Linked DNA regions of Anas platyrhynchos: region 2 is linked to region 1. Evidence: chromatin contacts called from public Hi-C data. All regions are on one chromosome and are shown on one strand. The core of a region is the stretch at or near the end of the contact, and the rest is flanking DNA. Distances in the headings are between cores, read along the strand shown.

Region 1 (3,786 bases), core at 280-2,779:
GAAATCTTTTAGTAGAAGAGCATGTTCTGATAGTAAACAGTCGTTTATCTATGTGTGAGATAAATGGTCACTGAGACTTTATTTAACTTTTGAATGAAAATACTGATTAAATAAAAAGAATGTTTGATCAACCTTTTGTTGGTCAGATAAGAATGCCTGTGATAACTAGCAAAGCTGCAGTGTAGCGAAGGAGACTTCATCTACAGAAAGTCCTTGTCATACTAATAAATGAAGGCATTCTACAAAGGATTTAAAATATGTTTATGGGACTCATAGAAAAATGGATTATTTTTTTTTTTTTTTGCTGAAGACCAGCCCTAGCTATTGACTGTGATTGAACTCAGCTTTTTTAAACTTGCCAAGGTTGTAGCCCCATCCTTTTCCTGAGCAAGTTATCTTGGCAATTCATTGATGGGTAAAGGGAACATGGGCTGGAGCAAAACTGGTTCTGAGTACTGAAGTTGTAACCTGCTGCTGTTCCAGGCAAGTTACCTCCTGGTGAGATAAGAAAACAGAAAGTTAAGTAGCAAACAGAATGTTAGAAGTTGAACTTATGCGCTCTATTTCTAGCTCTGCTATGGGCTTGCTATGCGACTTTAAAGATATCATCAAATCTCCTAACTAATATAGTTGTTATCTGAAAATAAAAAACTCTCTCAGGGATGTTTCTACATTCATACGTAAGCTGAGTTTTATCAAACACCCTTAAATGCCTACTAAAAGGGCACTATTTAAAGCTTTGTTACTGCTTTGCTGGCAAATTGTTGTGCTGATAAAGATATAGGGCTTGCCATCACAGGATATCCCATACTAGTGGGATGATGTTTGCATTTACATGGGTATGATTCATATTAAATTATTCACTATAGGTGAAACTCTGGTGCTCTGTTAGGGATGAAACACCTGTATGTGAGTCTTTTGAAGAAGTGCATGACTTTTGGTGAATTTCCCCAGGATGAGAAGACAGAAGGATTCAGAACAATCTTTAGGCTGAACAGAACATATTTGGAGGCAGAATGCAGAACTTGTAGCTTTGGACAGCCATGTGAATGAAGACAGAAGAGAAAGATGGGCCACAGTGATAAAAGGGGAGATAACACCTGAGATATCTGAAGGGTCCAGGGAGGAGTGGTAAGCCATGGATCAGAATCAGTTGTAGTACTTCACTTTTAATATGAGCTTAACTCAGAGCCCTTGACATTCTTTGCAGATGGTGCTGCAAGTGGTTTAGTGGACCTTATTGTAAACCAATTCTTGTTCTTCTACTAATTAAAACCAGAATGCATTTAATATTGAAATGCAAAATACTCCTATCATTTACTTGCATTCTTCTACTTGAGTTAGCAAGTCAAAACATCCGTACGTGAAATGGGACTGCAATATGCTCAGGCAGTATATATACAACAGTCATCGATCAGACAAAATATTTCCTGAGACGCATGATAAAAAGCAAGCCATTAAAAGCCTTGGTGCCCAGAACAGACTGTGCAGATTACCCACCCAGGCTATCTACTGCCATTCCGTATGGAGCTTTTTAGTTTATAAACAACAGTGGACACAGTGTTAGGTTTTCATGTGCTTTTATTACTAATTAACAAAAACAGGACCGACATTTGAACATCCGCCCTATGTTTCCAAATGTAGGTGCTTTTGAGGCACGTAGAATTGACTCTCCTCAAGGCTATACCTCATTAGTTTACTGATGTTGCATATCTGTGTATCTCCTGGAATGGAGTAGGTGTTTTACACACAAATGAAAGATGTGGGTGGAGGGAAGAGGGCTGAATTGTTCACTTTCCTGCACTGCAGCTTCTGTAATCTTGTGGCCAAGTGAATGTAAAAGACCATAAGCAAAGTTTGGAGCTGGTATAAATTAGTTAAGTCCTGTTGAAGTTGACAAATGTATCCTGGGCAGCTTCTGTGAAGAGTTAGTCCTGCCTTATATTTGCTGTTGTGAACAAATGTAAAGAAGAATCAGGCCTGAGGTCTCAGGTCTTGTTTACACATACTAAAAAGCCATAGGAAAACAGGGGAAAATGACATGTAAGTAGAAGTCTTAAAATATTTTGAGATGAACAGATTCGTAGAGAAGTATACAGGTAACTTAACTGCACTGAGGCAGACAGATTTCAGATGTCCTCTTGGTGAGGACAGAAAATCAGGGGCACAGAAGGATTCCTGTTCCAAGCTGTTAACTGCCTCTTTTTTTTTTTTTTTTTGATATTTCTTGGGAAACCTAGGTTGGGAGTAAAACTCTCAGTCTATTTGACAATTCCATGGGTTAAAGCACAGTGCAAATGCTAGGAAAATACCACATGGAAAAACGAAATGCAGTTTCTGAGTAATTAATCGCTCAGCACTGGTAAAGCAATGTAACCATTTATTAAAACAGACAAGGCTTTGTGTGCGATTCACAGCTGAATTGTCTGCTAATTAAGAAAGCACTAATATTCGTTTAGATAATAGTCTTGTCAATAGTTGTGGGTAAAAGGAAGCAAAATTTTATAAACTGAAAGAAAATGAGATGGATGGCTTCTGGATATTGAAATCTGAAAAAAAAAAAAAAAATCTGAGGTTGAGAGATATTGTTACTGAATGGTACCAGACGCTTCCTGTCGAGTGATTACATTCTATTAGACACCTGCCAGGACACTTTTCTCTCATCACTCATCATTATAATCAGTCATGGTTTTATATTGTATCTAATAACATGCTCTAGGGAATACTTAAGCATGTTGTGAGGGAATAAAGACAATGGGAATAAAAATATGACTGTATTATGTTGCTTGTTTACCTACTGAAAGAAATTTCTGTATCTATAATGTGGTATAAAAATAATTTTCAAATGTCTGTGGGAATCTCATTTCCATAAAAATCAGTGAGGGACAGTCCAAATGCCAGATGGGATTTGGGCTATATCCAGTAAAGGGCTTGGGTGTTGCAGACAATACCTGGTGAATTATATGGCTGGCAGAGTGGGACTCAGAGAGGTTTGCCTGGGGAGATAGGGCAATCCAAAATGAAATACAGAGTTGGGATGCCCTACTAGTAACAGTAAGTGCAGGGACGTTCTGTAATACATCCTAATTTATAGGGCATCCTAATGTCTAATGTCTTAGGGATGCCTGTGTGCCTAAAACATCTGGGCTTTGCCTAGTACGTCTGAGTTCTTCAGGTCTAACAGGTACATTGCACAACCTTAGCCAGATATCACCTTGATCTGAGGATATCAGACAGAAAATTATTTTTATTTAGGGTGGCTTTTTTTTTTTTTCTTTTTTTTTTTTTTCCCTGGCATACCCCACAGTGTTTTCTGACAAAGATTTCCCTTTTCTCTGTGCCAGAAAAGTCTACACACTTTTTCTGTGAACCTTAGGGGTAATCTTTTGCATATCTAATCTTAGAGATCTATGATGTAAAGTTCTGCTTCTCAGTCAATCATTGATAGTCCCTTTATGATCAATGTAGATGAACAGGACTCTTTTGAGTGAAGTTTTACTGTACTGTAAAACAGAAGGGCAAAATAGAAGAATCACAGAATCACAGAACTGTAGGGGTTGGAAGGGACCTCGAAAGATCATCGGGTCCAACCCCCCTGCCAGAGCAGGCTGTCCAGACAGGCCTTGAATATCTCCAGAGAAGGAGACTCCACAACCTCCCTAGGCAGCTTGTTCCAATGCTCTGTCACCCTCACCGTGAAGATGTTCTTTCGCATGTCAGTGCAGAACTTCCTGTGCTCTAACTTGCAGCCATTGCCCCTTGTCCTATCCCCACAAACCACTGAGA
Region 2 (3,292 bases), core at 318-2,817, 86 kb before region 1:
GAAATGGACATACACTGTAGACAAAGAATAAGGTAACTTGAAGAAAAGCCACTTATTTTCTACTTCAATGTTTAATTATTAGTCTGGCTAGTAAATCTATTAAAAAAAAAAAAGGACCCCCCCAGTCTGCTGTTTTGTGGAGCTTTGTTCTTTATTATTCTGTGAAAGTTCAATATTTCCAGTATTATCTGGTACTAGTTTAAGATAAAGGTAATTCTAGCTTTGTCAGGTCTTCTTTCTCCTCTGAAGAGCATTTCCCCTCCTATCCCCCACAGGCTTCTGCTGTTATTGAAATTATGAATAGTTTTTCTCCCTTTTTGTTCTTAATTACTCAGTTTAAAACTTGTATAATGTGCAGTACTGTTTATATCAATCCTTTGCTTAATTAGCATGTCTTGTAATTAGCAAGTAGAAGGAAGAGCAATGCCAAAATGTGTGTGTAACGAAACCATAGGAGTAGGTACATAAAATATGGCTTCTGCCTGCATTCCTTTATGTGCCAGGCTGTGTGCACGAGCACTTTTTACATGTTGCATCTTATCTATGTAAATATTCACGTTAATCTCATTGCAATAAAAAAATCAACATCAGTAAAGCTTCAGATGCTCACAAAGACACTTATTTTGGGAGCTGATTGAGAATTTCCCCTAACAAGCTAGTTCTCAGGTTGATCATTTTAGAAAATTGGCACTAGTTTGTTCTCCGCTTAATCAGATGGTGATATCAATCAGTGGGTGCCCAAAGCTTGTAGTGGGGGGGGTCTTGTGCATGAGGAGTTCATAGCTGGGAGGATGTGATGGTGACTTCCCTACAGGAGGAGTGATTCCTCACAGGAGGCAGCAGCTGGCAGAGCACCACTGGGCATCGCTGCTTGTGCTTCCCTGATTGTGGAAGAGGTGATAGTGCTCAGGAGCATGTCTTGGGAAGGCTGGCTGGGAAGTTGCTGAGAAGACAGCTGAGAGCAGGCAGGGTGCTGACCTTGCCATCTGTCTCTGGTGAAGAAAAGCAAGTCTGCCTTTTCCTGAGGTTGCCAATGTATGACTGCATCTCAGCACAGCAGGCATCAAGGCGTGAACGAGCATTACCACCTGAACGGCGTCTCCTGATCAAGGTAGGTCATACTGAGCTGCCAGCTCTAGCAACACCCCGTGAGCCCCATTACTTCTCTCTCCTGTGTCATACCAGGTGGGTGTCCTGGCTGAGTGCTCCTAAGGTGAGATGCTTGTGGACCCAGTTTGGCTGTGTTGAGCTACTGAGGGCTTGCGATGAGATGGATGCATGTAAACCATTATCTGTTATCATTCTATTAGTATGGGACTGTAGTATGAATGATTGACATGCTGGAGTTCTCTACTATGATTGTAATTACTTGTATGGTCCTCTGAGGATGCCTGTGATACTGCTGTTGGGGTAAAAGGCTGAGCTAAGTGAACCAAGCTGTTCACCAGATCATTAATTAAGGTAATCCTTTGCATCTTGTAACACTTCTCACCTGCTGCATATACAGCAAGGTGGTTTGATTAAAGCAAATGAGAACAGTTATATAATACAAGCAGTCTGATTTCAGAAAGGTTAGGCCTCCACCAAAGAGGGGTGGGTTTCTTTGCTCTTGTTGAACTGATGGGGCAGACGGAAGCCAGTTACAGATGTCATTTTATTACCTTGCTAATTTTTATTTGGAAGAACTCAAATCAGTTAAGCCAAGAGTTGTTTCCCAGAGAAAACAAGCTGCTACTGGCTCCCAACACCCTAATGGGTTACGTGGTAAGTGAATTTTCTGGCATCAGTGTCCTTTTCCTTGCTTTAACAGTGTGGTCAATGTTTTGTTTTTCTTGTCTATCATGAAAAGAGAAGTGTAAAATGTCCTGAGGTGTTTCAAGTGCCTTTATTTGGGTCTGTTAATATAGAGCCTTATTTTCTCAGTGTATTCTTCAGAAAGGTGGGCTAGAAATTTATTTACTTTTTTTAACTTCCCAGGAGACTGTTAATGATAATAAAACGCATAGAAAAAGTATGGGAATGTGAAATCAGAGAATCATACTAAGGGAAACCTCTCCCAAACTGGCACTAGTAATCCAGTCAAGGCCTTTTCAGTGCGGGCATCTAAGAATGGTAATATTAAAATGTAAACCTGGCAGGCTGAACAGTAAATCCTTGTCTAATCTGGTTTGTGTCCTTACCCCCAACCTCCCCCCCCTACCCCCCAGGAGAAAAACAGATCTCCTTACAACAGGTTTTTCAACATTCATAATACAGGACTATGTAAGCAAAAAATGCTCACCTATTATGAGACAGGCAGCACTTGTTAACGTCTCTGTAAGCAAAGGTGGAAAGACAACGAGTTAAAGAGGGTTTGAAGTTTTGGAATTGTCTATAGTGCTGCTTGCTTTTTTTGTGTGTTACATCTTTTTGCTGGGAGGCTGCTTATTCCATTGAACAGCGCTGTCTTAGTGCACCGAGATCTCTTATGTGGCATGCTCCTGGATACAGAAGCTGCTAATTGATTTAACTGTTTGGGGCCTATCCCCATGTATCATTTATGGAAAACAGATTTTAGTTAGAAAAAAAGGATTGAGGTAGTGAAGGGTTCAGTTTCTATTTTCAGTAATTTGCCTTGAAAGGTACGTACAAAAATTCACGTTGTAGATTCAGGCTTTATTTGATTTAAGCTGAAATAAAAACAAGATCTACATTGTTGGCACAGAACCTGTGCTGTTTCGCCTGTGTGTGTAATTTCCAGGTAGTCTTTACTGCTTTTTTAAAAAAATGTTCCTTCTTGGAAAACATCTGAGTTCTTGTACTAGAAGTATCAAAAACAGAACTATGAATTTATATCCTAATTGATTTAGGATTGGGGGAATATCTTTGGATTTATAAACTCTGCCTTACTGTCTAGCTTCTCACAAGTGTCTAGTTTTCCTGGAGGTAACGGAGTTGGCTAGGAGCAAAGGCAGTTTTGGCTAGAAAGACCATTCTGTTGTATAAAACTTGTAGGGTGTGAGAAAGGTGTGGTGTTTTATATAAAGAGCAAAATTCATGTCTTCCTGGTTTTGAAGATTTGAAGTTTTTTTTCTGATTAATCAGACACGAGAAAAGTTTGCAGGATTGCTATTGACTTGTGCTCCCCTATAAAGAAGAAAGAAAACCTTGTAAAGGTAACTTTTTTCCCTCAAATATTGGAATGTTTAAAGGCCTTTCAAATCAGAGTATAGTAAATAAACACACTAGACTTATTTAAAGACAGAGGGAGTCACTTGAAACTAGTTTCTCTAACATTTGAAATATGTGCCAT

The links. A called contact is a pair of places that touch in the nucleus more often than the background predicts.
Region 2: a Hi-C map of small yellow follicle shows a contact between it and region 1, with 2.4 times the contacts expected there. The contact joins the promoter of TUNAR here to the enhancer-like site in region 1. A contact is called at or near these places in 5 of 8 Hi-C or Micro-C datasets (F1 follicle, F5 follicle, liver and 2 more).

The regions. Positions count from the first base shown.
Region 1 is chr5:15,104,119-15,107,904 of IASCAAS_PekinDuck_T2T, reverse strand. The region is part of intron 2 of TUNAR (transmembrane neural differentiation associated intracellular calcium regulator); the gene reads left to right. Among named protein-coding and RNA genes, the nearest start is that of TUNAR, 86 kb to the left of the region's middle. Within about 2 kb of position 1,529, at least 2 of the 8 cell types and tissues checked have an H3K27ac peak or open chromatin away from gene starts, as enhancers often do. A contact at or near this core is called in F5 follicle, where this site is marked.
Region 2 is chr5:15,190,441-15,193,732 of IASCAAS_PekinDuck_T2T, reverse strand. TUNAR (transmembrane neural differentiation associated intracellular calcium regulator) reads left to right here and starts at 1,567. Exons shown (of 4, transcript XM_072038326.1): 1 at 1,567-1,764.